2 separate regions of the Danio rerio genome follow, and region 2 is linked to region 1. A link is a contact called in public Hi-C data. All regions are on one chromosome and are shown on one strand. The core of a region is the stretch at or near the end of the contact, and the rest is flanking DNA. Distances in the headings are between cores, read along the strand shown.

The links. Hi-C and Micro-C count contacts between places; a contact is called where the count stands out from the background.
Region 2: a Hi-C map of an unstated tissue shows a contact between it and region 1, with 3 times the contacts expected there. The contact joins the enhancer-like site here to the promoter of si:dkey-79d12.5 in region 1. A contact is called at or near these places in 2 of 18 Hi-C or Micro-C datasets (caudal fin and an unstated tissue).

Annotation. Positions count from the first base shown.
Region 1 is chr16:26,122,107-26,129,456 of GRCz12tu, forward strand. It overlaps si:dkey-79d12.5, which reads right to left and starts at 4,445. Exons shown (of 4, transcript XM_021466913.3): 1 at 4,288-4,445.
Region 2 is chr16:26,160,561-26,167,910 of GRCz12tu, forward strand. It overlaps a transcript of spaca6 not described here. Among named protein-coding and RNA genes, the nearest start is that of mirlet7d-1, 11 kb to the right of the region's middle. Within about 2 kb of position 3,536, at least 12 of the 62 cell types and tissues checked have an H3K27ac peak or open chromatin away from gene starts, as enhancers often do.

The sequences.
Region 1 (7,350 bases), core at 3,195-5,694:
TTGCCCCTGATCCCGGTTTACAAGCACGCCGATATGTATCGACAAGTGGACAAAACTACAGTTTATATCATATGATGATGATGTTACTTTGACTAAGCATGGCTATGAAGCAGAAAGCAGCAATAATGAGTCAGGGAGGTAACTATGACTTCATAATATAAATTATATGCCATGAGTTGGGTCTAAGACAACCGATTCTATATGCTATATATTCTATAAAATATTTTTTGTTTCTATAGAACTGTCATAATTAATATTCATGCAAAAGACTTAGAATATTACTTCAGTTGTGTCTTTACATTGTTTTTCACTTACATTTAGGATTGACTTCTGTTATTTATTTGTTTATTTATTTATTTATAATAATAATAATAAACAAATTGTTATTTTTATTGAAAATAAATAAATATATTTAAATGTATTAATTATTTTAAATGTATACCTTTAAAATATATATTTAAAATACATAGAAAGTCAACAACATAGGGTCTTTATTTCTTAAGGGTGCCATTTAAACTAGAACCACCACTGATTTCAAATTATTTTGTTTAGATTAGCTTCAGATTTGGCTTCAGTGCTGATTAATCTAATGTATATGCACATATATGATATTGTAAAGCATCCTATAGAAAAAGATATTAATTTAAATGCAAAATTTGTGGGGGTGTGCTCATATATGCAGAGTACTGTAACTTTTATTAATGCTTTAAATTAGTTTTCTTTTCTATTTTGGATGTTTAGTGATTTTTATTAGTTTGTTGTATTAAATTAAATTGTGATAATATTTCAGACCATAATTTTTTATGTTTACTGTAAATGCAGCCTCAGTAAGCCTAAATGACATATTCAAAAACATTTTCAAACAATCTTACCATCCCCAAACTTTTGTTCATTAGTGAATTGATGCTAGCAAAGTTATTTGATCTCCTGTTTGATTAGCGTTAAAGTGATAAGTGCATTACAATTCAAAACAAAAACAGATTTCAATACATACACAAACTATTCTATGAACACAGTACACTATGTTTTACCAGATGAGTAAATCCTCATGTACCTGTACGCCTGCCCTTTGCTGGGATTATCTGGATACCAGTGACCTGTAAACTTTTCCAGCAGAAGCTCTTGCAATTTAGATGCAAAAAGTTTGGCTTTAATTTGATCTACACCTCCTCGCTGCACTGCCAAACCTTTCAGAAAGTTCACCCCGGCTCTCACTTCTCTCTTCATTCTCAGCACTGGAAAAGAAAAACAAAACTGAAATTCCAGCTTGGGGCTTTTTATTACGATAGTAAACCACACAGTTAGGACCTGCGATTGAACTTGACGAGTATGCTCAATTGGATTTCACTGAGTTTAAAATGAAGTGAATCTGAAACATTAAATAAACGAGACCTATGAAATAATGTTCTCTTTTTTGGTTCAAATAAACGAATACCAATCACATTAGGTTCCCCCGACTCTTCCAAAAACAAAAACACGTCAAATAAATAAATTCCCATGACCAACCACAACCTAAAACCCCTATACATGTGTAGGTTATGTGTATTAGCATCTGATAAGAGGAACTTCCCCAGCACTGTTTTTTCTTTCGTCTGTCACCTGTTATTTAGCTCCATCACATTTGAGGACTTGTTATACTGAGAGAATGGAGTAGATATAATTTGCATTAAATGCAAATAAGATACAAATATAGAAACTGTGTGGCTCATGTCCCACACAGCATATTGCCAAGTAAGGTTTACAGTTGCAAATACAGATTGATTTGCAAATAAACATGCACCCTTTAGACCTAAGATCATGCATCAATGTTAATATGTATTATGATAGATAACGCTACAATCCTGATTTAGATTTAGCATTGGCAACCTTTTATGAATTGCAGGATTTTAAATATCAAAGACATCCGAATGGATTGTTTGTTCATAATAAAAATGTACCCACTGTAAAAAGCAATTTAGTACTTCAAAAGGTTAGAATATCCACTGCCTAAAAGTTGATTTCCCTTAAAAAGCGAGCAAACTCATTGTAGCTTGAAACTACTAAGTTAACTTAATTTTGGTTACACTTTACAATAAGTAATTAAAAGTAAAGAAATAATTTGTACAGTGTTTGTTCATGTTAGTTAACGTTATTTAAGTTGTTAATTGTTAGTTCATGTTAACCCACAGTGCATTAAATCAGGGGTTCTCCAACATTTTAGCCTGTGACCCTTAAAATAACAATGCCAGTGACTAGCGACCCCCAATATCCTCTGGAGTGGTTATAAATATATGAACCTAGCACACAAATATGCACACACACCAATAGGCCTAAGTCTATTCATTATTTAATTTTTAAAACTACCACTCAGAGATCATCCTCCATGTTCAGTTGTGACCTGTATTTATTTTTGCATGTACGTAAGTGCCGTAAAGGTGTCAGATATCTGGTGTCTGGTTTTTAATCTGGTGTCATAAAATCAATGTGCTGTGTATTTAATATAATCACCCCAGGGTTCACAAAAAAAGAAAAAAGAAAGAAAAAAAAAAACGAAAGGCTGATGGCTTTTTCTTTGCATGTTGTTGTTTTTTTAATGTAACTATTAACAACTTTTTCTAAGGTAAAGTAAGGTAATTGTAATAGTTTAATAAAATGAATTTGATTTTTGGAAATCTCCAAGCTAGTAAAGCCAATGAATCACTTTGTTCGGTTTAAATTAAGTAAAACAAACACAAATAAATTGTTTAATTAGTACTTTTATTCTTCAATTTACAGCTGTTTAATTACACGTTTGGTTTTATTTTGTGAAACATGATAATCTATAACAATAATATAATAATAATTTATTTATTAACATATAATAATTTAATTTAAATAAATAAACACAAACAAACAGAATAGAATATTTATATAATACTTATTAAGCAAAAATGAGCAATTATCTGCCAGTGTAGGCATGCTGGCTGAGGTTGTTGTATTATGCAACCTTTGAGCAACACACTGCGACTTTACTCATACGTTAGTCAGAATGCTGATCTGAGTGACACAATAATAAGTCTAATTTACTATGTTCTAAGGACTCAAACAGAGCTCGGAATCAGATTAAATCTGCTTTCCACCTACATGTCTAACTCTTGGGTCACTTGTGACAGAGTCTGCAAACTGCTAAGAAAAGCAGAATGGCATGCTTCAATATCAAGTGTGTGGCTTGAGCAGCTGCTGACTCACATGTATAATGCGAGTATTGAGCAGGTCAACAGGTGCTGCTGAGGGTTTTGTACAGAGCTAGGCTATGACAACTGCGGTAATTTAATGTCTAACATCATATTCAAATATTAAAAATGGAGGCTGCATTTGAGGTAGGCTAAACATGACAGCTGATTCAAGTTTCTAAACCAGAAATTTGAAGAAAAGAAACAATCAAACTAACTTTGAATTATAGCTGGGCTAAAGACAAAATATCAGATTTTTTTCAGCAACAGGTATAAAAATTATAATATAATCAAATGCCAATAAATAATACACAAAAACAACATTAATAAAAACAATAAATATAGATAATAAATAAAATAAAAAACGGTTACTTACGACAATTTTACCGAATTAAAACAATGATTCATTCTTTACATCATCTAGGAAGACATGATATAATGTATAAATGTAAAACCGTCACTTCATTCTAAATATTTTACTTACAGTGAATCACACGTTTTAAATAAGTAATAATTTTAGTCAAATGCTTTCAGTGCGCACATTTCTGACTGCTTGCATTCATCCGTCTACTTTTTTAAACTTGTCAGAGAACATAGCCTATAGTATTGCAATGTTCTACTCTATAGTTACAGTCTATTAATGAAACCCATGGGCCATTTGACTGTATAAAGAACAAAAAAGCGCATCTAACATTCTGTCACGTGCTACACGAACGCCACATGCAACGGTCTTTTTTTACAGAGGTTGAGAAAGTCCAGCGTTGGAAATTCCCCGGAAAGGTCAAAACTCCAAAACTAATATATATATATATATATATATATATATATATATATATATATATATATATATATATATATATATATATATATATAATTGTGTATGTTCTCTTTCACAACATCAAAGATGACACGAACAGTATAACAAGGTAGCCTAACAAGTTTAATCATGATAAATATTTTAACACTTCATACAACCCACATAAAATAAATTTTTTGATAATATAAGCCTACTTAATTTCCTACCCTTTTTACAAACAAACAAAAAGTCTACAATCTTACTTATTCTTTATCGTTGATAGATAATTTAACTCCTTACCAATACAAGCTGAATCCCAAACGGCTGGATGTGTTTCTTTGTGTTTAGCTGTACTTCCTCAGATCAAAACTGTTATGTCCAAACAGGACGATACCCTGAGTTAACACGTTGTTTCCTTGTTGTAGTTCGCTAGAGTTCCACGTTTTCTCAGTGGTGTTGGTCGGTCGATCAGCAAACACGTCATTTTACCGTCAGTGATTAGCATATGACTCACTTCCTTGTCCATACAGTACAAGCTTTACACCCTTTCTACTACTAGCAGTCGTGTCTGTTTTGACGGTGACTCACTCAAAGCCCAAACATGGTCAATGAGAGTAGTAGGAAGTAAGCGAATGATACAATTTTCAAGACATTTTGCTACTATGAACATTCCTTCTGGTGACGTCGAGAAATTCTAAACAACGTGTGAAACTTCTCGTGTTTGTTGCCTCATCTGGTTAAATCTTTCATGTTTTTCCTCATCTGTAAGAGGAATTGAAATGGTAAAGTATGTCCCATGGATATATTCTCAAAACAAAAGTATAGCATACTACAGCAATATTAAAAAGTACATTATGACAATAATAGATAAGCAAATAAATATATTAAGAAGCCATAATAAAAATGCTGATTAAGTTATACTGTTTATTAAGTAAAGGGGAGTTTCTCCAATTATACTGAACCATTTTAACTGGTATGCCTTTGAATATAAAATGCCAAAGCTGACAAAATATAAAAAAATATACATATCAAGAAATAACACACATATAAATTAATGAATGATGAATTCATTGATTCGTTATTTAATTAAAGATAAACATAGTAAAGTAATTATACATTCATGAGGAATTTTTATTTATTTATTCACATAGTGTTGGGAAGTTTACTTCAGAACTCTAATGTAACAGATGACAAGCTACGTAATTAACTTGCGTAACTTGTGACACAACCCCCACAAAACCAATGGCATCAGTGCCAGTGGCATCTCTGTATTTTTATACCGTTCTAAGGTTAAATGCAGATTAGAAATTATAATAATAGCCATAATACTGTTTTTGAAATCAAATAATGAAACACTGGCAACTAACAACACATGGGGGAGGGGAATTTAACAGTTAATATGTTAATTAAAAACATCATAAGCTATCAAAACAACTACACTGTAAAACCCAACAGTCAACTTTATCAAATGAAATGAGTATAGTTAACTCAAAATTTGCTAAAAGTTAATTCTACTCATTTGAAAAGAGTTTTGAACTCAGTGTTGGAGGTAATAAGTTAATTAAATACCTTATTACTTCAACTAAATGGAGTAAGTTCAGAGTACTGATATAGATTAGTTTTTTATTAACTCAAATGGTTTGTTGTTATCGGTTTTCTCAAACGGTTTGAGTTGTCTTAACTTATTGAGTTTTACAGTACTCACTTTGTTTGAGTTATTTATTTGTTTTCATTTATTGGGGTTTACTGTGCTCAGATTGCTTCATTTACTCAAATGGAATAAGTTCACAGTACTCATTAGGAATACTTTTTGCAAAATGGTTTGTTGTAATCGGTTTCCTCAAATGGTTTGAGTTACCTTAACTTTTTGGGTTTTACAGTGTAATTTATATTACTTAAAACACCCTAGCTTTTCACAGAACATCATTCAGATACTCAATAAGTGAATGCAATTTAATTAAACCTTTTTCTCAATATCTGTAACAGATTACATGTAAATTTATTTTGTACCTAAATTACACAATGCCATTAATTGTAACTTTCTCCCCAACACACTTCGTTCATTCAGTGGCATTCCAGTATATCAGTATAGATCAATAGAGGATGAACTTCTCCGGATCTGCAGCAGATGGCAGAATTGATCCCTTCTCTTTCCTTTTCCTCTCAATTCTGGTGCTCTCGGGTGAGGATCTGATGTAAGAGCGTGTTCATCAACCTGCTTATAGATCAGCTTACTTGTATTGAAAATGGCAAACGCCATGATGGTATCAATTCTAGAGAAGAGTTTAGAAAGCAGCGTGAGATAAAAGTTCAATCATCTTTATATCATTCCTCTTCAGGCACAGTCAGATCTTACAGCATGTGCCTCAAAGAAAGGGAGGAGTACAAAAATTTTAAAAAAGAAAATCAGATGGCCATTGACAATTTTCAATAAGATTTGTACTGAGAGTGCAGCAGAGGGAATAATAAATCTGCCTACATGCTGTAACAGGAATTTAAGAACAGAAAGGAAAAACTGTGATTTCTCCTTATTTTCTACTCCTTCATTGTCTTTTCCGACTGACTATAGATCCTTGGCTTCAGATTCCTTGTCAGTGGGTAATTCCAGTCCTCAGCTGGTAGACTGATTGGATTTTTCCTGCGTGCCTTTGAACAAGCAATTAATTTGCTCAAAGAGCCATGGGTGTTTTTGGCGTCCCACTTGATTTAAAAGTGTGAGGCATTCTTTTGACCTGGCACCTTGATCGGCCCTTGAGAGGTTGGTGTTATTCGAATTCTAATGAAGGAAAGTGTGTTTTCTAATCATTTGAATTTTTTTCCTTCCCAATAGAGAGAGAGAGTTCTCGAATGTAACATTTTGGCCATTCGTAGGTTGATTTCCCCCCAAAATTGAAACATTATGCTTGATTGTGCATCCTAACCAGCCCAGCAACAGCAGCTCAACCAATCACATGCATTTAAGGGCAGGGCTAGCAGATTGACCACCCAATAACCAATTCAGGGAGTGTTGGGTGTAATTTTTGCCATTTTAGGAAATAATTTAGTTCGGTCAGAATTTGTGCCAGTTTGGCAATGTGCTACTCGAGAAACTGCACATGATTTTACCTTTAATTTCTGAAAATACTTTTTAATTTTTCTTTATTTCCCCAGGTTTTCCACCTTCCCACAAGTCCCTGGCTTCTTATCCACACCAATAAGATAGGTGAGCTTTATTTCTTTCACTTATTGCTACTTTGGCAGAATATTACCTCATATTAAAAATCACAAGTGTTTGAAGGCCATGGGAAATGATAAATGATGAGGAAACTATGTATGGATTAGGGTTTGTATGCTGTTCTTGATGCAAGTTTGAAGCAATACACT
Region 2 (7,350 bases), core at 2,286-4,785, 38 kb after region 1:
TACATGGCAACTAAATCTCGTTAGATTATAAGTAGACTGTTAGGTTGGGGTTGGGGTTAGTTGGCGTACTTGAAAAGTCTGTTAAAGGAGCAGTATCAACCGATATTAAGCAGACAGTCTATTAATGGACCATCATAATAAAGTGTTACCAAATTACATTACTCTCAGACCCTGGCTGCATACAAGTAACAAAAACATTGAAAATATACTATAAATAATTATCTAAAATATTATAGTAAATAATTATAGTAAAACATTAGAGAGAAAAAGAAAAATGTGAAAATACACACACACACACACACACATATATATTATACACACACATTATACATATATATACACACACACACATATATATACTGCAATCAGGTAGTTATTGTAGGTAGGTGCAAATAATTGAAGAGTGCACTGCAATCTAAGTTTTTTAAAGCGACAGAGCTATTTTTGCAGTATATAATAATAGTATTATGAGGTAGTTGTTGTCAGTGCTGTTGGTAGAAGGAAAAAGTCACCTTCATTGTAGATAAATGAAGAGGGTGTATAAACTAACAACAAGTTACCCTTTTTTTATAAATTCTTCTTTAAACTGCATTTGTCCCTGAAAGACGATAAATTGAATTGCAAATTATTGACTTTTTTGTTTTAAAGCACTAATGATGAAAATTGTCTTTTGTAAGCTGTTTGGACAGAACTGTGTGTAGATATAATGTCATATTGGGGCAATAGAAACACAATAAGTATCTTTTTTATTATTTCCTGCTGTTAAAATAGGATCCAAATACCTCTTATTTTAAGGCCCACTGCAATATGATGTAGAAGTGCGGATTCCCCTCCCACCGAATTGATTGACAGCCGCGTTTTAACGTATCTTCATAGTAACATGTATAATCATATGAACATGACCGGATGTGCGCAAAGCAACTGGGATTAAAAGATCTGTTCAGCTCTCTGTGATCATTGATCGTCATCAAATGTGATCAAGATTGAGTTTCACAAGTTTAAAGGGCACATAGTTTACCCCTTTTTTATGATTTAATATTAATATTATGGTCTGAGTGTGCCAGTTTAAGTTCAGTTCAACAGTTCAGATGTTTTTATCATAATGTGTTCAAAAGTGTTATGTTGGGGACGTGTACACAGCTCGCTGTTTTTGGGGTGTGTTGCTTTGCATGAAAATTTGTTTTGGCTTCCCGCCCAACGTAACAAGGGGGCGGAGCCAAGAGCTCCCATGCTCTGTGTTTGCAACAGACAGGAAGACAGAGAAAGAGAAGCTAAGTTAGGATCAGAATTCAGCCGTACATGTACGACTCGGACACAGACCAAGCAGAGAGTACAAAATCATTTGTCTTTGTATAGTTTGTATAGTCTTGGTGTACAAGTACCGAGCTTGTACACCGAGACTAATAACCCCACACACTAAATTAACTTTGACTAAGGCACCAAATGCGCCATGACACGGCACACCAGACACTCTCAGTGGCGCGGCAAAACATAAAGTGTCCCGTATCGTCGTGCCACACAGCGCCATGCATTCCAGAACTCCAAACACAAGCCTGTGCAAACACAACGGTGCCGTGGCCGCCGACCCGAAGGTCCGCCGCGTGCACCCTGACAGAAACCCACACCTAGAACTCTAAAATGCACGGTGCCACATCACGCAGAAAGGCACTTCTTGTGTGCTACCTGCAGGAGGCAAGTTTGTTATTTTATTTCCAATGGAGAGATGCGCACATGAGGCAACGTGCTTGCACTTTTCCAGCTGCACCTAAGATCACAGGGAGCTTCTGTGCTTGCGAGAAATGCAAACGGCTGAAGTTTAAGGTAGACATAATGAAAAGTACACATGTTTGCAAACCTGACAAAAGGTACAAGCAATAATTCCGATTAGAGTGATAATGTGGAGAATATTGATCTTATGATGAGCACAATAAGCCTTACATCTACAAATAAAGCAAGGGTGTTCCTTTAGTGATATTGCTTTGACTCACACGCTTTAAATGGCGGAAGTGAAACAAGAAACTGAGGATATGATCGTGACGCGTGGCTGTCAATCAATTATTGGTTGGCAGGGGGACTGCTCTCCTACGCCAAGTTGCGGTCGGTCTGAAAACAGCTCCAAATGGTCCACTGTTTTTATGTTGTAAAATTAAAAAAAGGTCACTGTCTGTTTATATCACCCCAATATGACGGTTTTTACCCTATACCTACACACGTCTGTCCAAACAACTTGAAAAGTAGATTTTTTACCATAGGTGCCCTTTATAACGTTTTTAAAACAGTGCACAATTGTAATGAATTACAGCAATTTTACCATATTTATCACAACAGCTGCATGTCAGTACAATTATAAAAGAAGACATTTTAGTACATCAACATAACGGATATCCATACAGCAGTGGATATTACCGTGTATCCTGTCACATTTGCCACACAAAAATAGTGTAAAGTTAAATGCACGCTGTGTGTGTGTCTGTGTGCGTGTGTGCGTGCATGTGTGTGAACATTGCAACGACATTATGTGTGACTCATCATTGCAGAAAGGCTTGAATTAACTCCACAACAAATACATCCAATAATTATTGGGGCAGTTCTTACTGTAGTATTTCTCGCAAATGTTACCTGAGATCTGCTTCCTTCATGTTTGTCAATGTTTATCTGATGCTGCAGGAGACTGAGGCACACTCTGGCAGGCACGTGGGAACGGTGGGCGGGGAGAATCAACATTAAAGGCACAGGCAACAAAAACAGCTATTGAGAGCAGAAAATTCCAATATTCCAAAATGTATAAGAAATAATCTGATGGGCGTTTTGAGCTGAAACTTTAGACACATTATGAAGACACAAAAGACTTATCTTACATTTTTAAAAAGAGGTAAAATAGGTGCCCTTTAAAAGTTAATATTCCACCCATTAGAAGTCAGCAAATATAATTCCAGACTTCATCCCATCCTGCCATAGTGGTTTTTATTTACAGACTTCTATCAAGATCTGCCTTCTGATACCTGACCTATTACCTAAACCTATTACCATAATCATATAAATATGCTTACAGAATGACCACTTTGGCAATCGTTGATAGTAAAAGAACTATTAAGCATAATAAAAGTCCAATTTACACTTGACTCCTGTGAACCAGCGACTGACAGGCCTTTGAAATGAATCCTCTCTCTATAAGCAGAACTGCATCTTGTCTTCTCTTCTCCTCTGAGGGTTGTTGTGACTCGCTGTGAGTCCTCGTCAGGACTGATAAGATTAGCGTGGGCTCTGTTCGCACCCCAGGACACAAAGTATGTGGAACAGAATAACAGCTCATGGGGAATTTATGTTGCTCTGTTTAATGGCGTTAGATATGTTATGCTTCAGACTATGAAATTGGCCTGGAAGAGAGAATTTGTTTGCTTTTTTCTCTCCCCGAATGAAGATAATCGGTGATGAAAATGAACTCGCTTTGATTTCTGACGGATCCTTTCATTTCAGTTTTATTTCCGTTGTGAGCATTGACCTGTGCGTGACCTGTTTAATATGGTGTGTGCAGATAAGATTACTGGCAGGCAGAAGGGAGAGTTTTTTTCCCCTCTTTTCTTTCTCATGCAGATGAACACAGAAGCCTGTCAAAACAGACATGAAATATGAATTGCATACCAGAGATCTGGGGCTGGGGTTTGTTTATATTTAAACACTCATGTGAATTCTTGGCATGATGTCACAATTATCTGGGTAAGATAATGCGTCGGGGGAAAACCCTGGGTGTCTGGATGAAAACGAAAAAATGAGCGCGTGCATGCAAGTATGAGGTCGAAAATTACTTCATCTAGCGTATTTTATTGCATTCTTTAAAACATTCAAATCCACTGTGATCCCAAAATGAACGTGGACACATAGACTGGTCTTTTAAATGTGTGAATGCCTTTCAGTTATGTAACAAAATATTAATAAAATGTTTGTTGTTGTTTTTTTGTCAACTGTTTCTGAATAAAACACATGGCGAAAGGGTTTTGATGGCTTTCAAAGAGTAAAATCAATGTAAGTGGGTCAAACTAGAAAAGCATCAAAGTAATAAGCGAATTCAGCTGTATCTTTATTTGTACTCTACAATGTGTCCTGTTGAATTTGACCGTACACAAAAATCATGAGCATGATACATTTTTACCATGACTACCATGAAGGCACCCTCTAAAATCTGAAACAATAGTTTATATCAAAAAATCTATTTAGAGCAAGAATCAATTTATGATAAACAGTTAAAGTCTGAATTATTTGCCCCCCTGTTTATTTTTTCCTGTATATTTTTATTTATGTTTAAGAGAGAAGATTTTTTTTCAACAGATTTGTAAACATAATAGTTTTAATAGCTCATTTCTAATAACTGATTTATTTTATCTTTGCCATGATGACAGTAAATAATATTTGATTAGATATTTTTCAAGACACTTCTAAACAGCTTAAAGTGACATTTAAAGGTTTAACTAGATTAATTAGGCTAACTAGGCAAGTTAGGGTAATTAGGGAAGTTTTTGTATAGCGATAGTTTTCTCTGTAGACTATCTGAAAAATAATATAGCTTAAAGAGGCTAATAATTTTGACCTTAAAATGTTTTTTTTTTTTTTATTAAAACTGCTTTTATTCTAGCTGGATCAAAACAAACAAAACTTTCTCTAGAAGAAAAATAAGTGAGAAATATAAAAAAAAATTATAAATTCAAAGGGGGGCTAATAATTCCGACTTTAACTGTATAATCATAGTAATGCCCCGAGTTACTAATAACTTTTTTTTTTAAATTGTTAGACTTTACCACTATCCTAGGTTTTATGCATTTATCAGCAAGATGTTTTAATTGTTTAAAAAATATAATAGCTTTTAGTTTGATCACTTATGCATTTGTCTATTTTAATAGACCCTTTTCACATTTCCGGGTTTCTCAGTAGCGGAAGACATCATAGTTTGGTAAACTTAGATTGCAGTGAATCAGAGATTTTTTTTAAAAATCCTTTTTGTTGAAAAAATAAAAGAAAAACTCCACGAAGGTGTTATCAAGACTTTCAGAAAAAGAAAAAAAATTGTGAGTGATGACAGCAGTCAGAGGAGAAAATGATGTCAAATTTACTTTGCATTAGAAAGACCTCGAACAAGCGGTAATTATTATTATTATTATTTTTTGTAATTTGACGCAAAGACAATAATACAGTCATAAACATAAATGTTTATAGGTTTTTTATTAAAAAAAAAAAAATATATATATATATATATATATATATATATATATATATATATATATATATATATATATATATATATATATATATATATATATATATTTTTTTTTTTTTTTTTTTAAGATTATGATGACAGACTTATGAAAAGGCTCCAAAAATACAAATCAGAATAAGGATGTTGTTTACTTTCATTCATTCATTTTCTTTTGACTTACTCCTTTTATTCATCAGGGGTTGACACAGCGGAATAAGCCGCCAACCTATCCAGCATATATTTTATGCAGCAGATGCCCTTCCAGCCGCAACCCAACACAGAGAAACACCCATACATCCTTTCATTTACGCACATACACTACGGCCAATTTAGCTTATTCAATTCACCTATACCGCATGCGTTTGGTTTGTGACTGTAGGGGAAACCGGAGAACCTGGAGGAAACCCACGTGAACACAGGGAGAACATGCAAACTCCACAAAGAAATGCTTACTTTTAACCTAAGTATAGAGCATTTCAAGGGAAGTAAACAAAAGCAATGATCTCAATGTATTTCCTGTTTTACATTTTTAATTTCTATAGCTTCCGAAAATCCAAAAAAGACACATATTGATAAATAATGTTATGATAGCTGTTTTAACATTAACATTGAATTGCCTCTTGTTACAATTATGAAATAGTTTGATAACAAGCAAGAAATGTTCATGGGCCAATGACATCACCACATTGAAATTGTCTATATGGTCTAAGTTACCTAAGTATATTACTTAAGTGTATATTACCTAAAAATGATATGATAAAAAGTCATGTCAGCAAATGTTTTTGTGTTACTTTAACTTATTTGAACAATTTAATCAGTTATGCAAAGTTTAACTTGATTTTTAGTCAGTTTGTTTGGTGTAAGTGAGATGACTAGAGAAGTTAATTTGATTCAACTGCAAAAACGAGGCCGTAATATTTATACATTAGAAATTAAAGCACTGTAATACAGTATTTGATTATAAAGAACTGCCTATTTCCCCCCACAGTGCATAGACATGCGGTATAGGTGAATGGAATTCGCTAAATTGGCTGTAGTGTATGGGTGTTTCCTAGTGATGTGTTGCAGCTGGAAGGGCATCTGATGTGTAAAACATATGCTGGATAAGTTGGCAGTTCATTCCGTTGTGGTGACCCCTGATTAATAAAGAGATTAAGCCGAAAAGAAAATGAATGAACTCCCTATTTATGTGGATTGTCGAAATGCCGCTTAATATTTTTGTGGACTTTATTTTGAAGTCTAATGTAACATTTTAAACAGTTTTAGGTTTGACTTTTATCTAAAACTGTAGTTCACATTTGTGTATTTTATGTCTTTTAAGACTTCACTCTTTTGTGTTTTCAGAAGCTGGGACGCATCACCTGAGATCAGCTCTGGTTCTCCTGAGGGACTACAGGTGTTCACTCCTCATGCCACATCAGCAGACCAGCTGGTCAGTGATCAGGTAACCAAACGTCTCTGTCCCAACATCACTCTCCAGCCTTTGTCTTCTTTACCTACAAAACAGACACACACACACACACACACACACACACACACACCTGAGCTGAAACTCAGCTATGAATCGAAACCTTAAACTCTTAAAAGCCTGTTTTCAGCCTATTCAGTGGCGAAGCCTATGCTTATGTTCCTATGAGAACAGCTTTAAAGCCCAGCAGAAATATGAAAGATATGAACCAGCTATTATCATATCTGCGTCAAAAGATTGTCTCTCAATCTTTTCTTCCATGAATGGCTTTGTTGGACGTCAGGTTGCTCTGAATATTTCTCATTGTCCCTGAATTTCTTTTGCATTCCATTGTGCGCATACAATGCCAACTGACCTTCATATTTTGCTGATGACCAGAGCTGTGTGTGTGAGTGTGTGTGTATCTCTGTTTTCTCAGCAGCAGAGCTCAGTCCCACCAACATGCCTGGCATACACAATAACCCCTCTGACGTGATTGACAACTCTGCCCTAGCAACCGCTTGGCACGTTGCCGGGCTGCCCGGGGTTGCCAGGGAATGTGTTCCCATAGCAACACGTTCAACCACTTTATTTGCCACCTTGAAATGTAGCGAAGGTTTTGCAAAGAGGCAGAAATAAGGGATTGCTGAGGAAA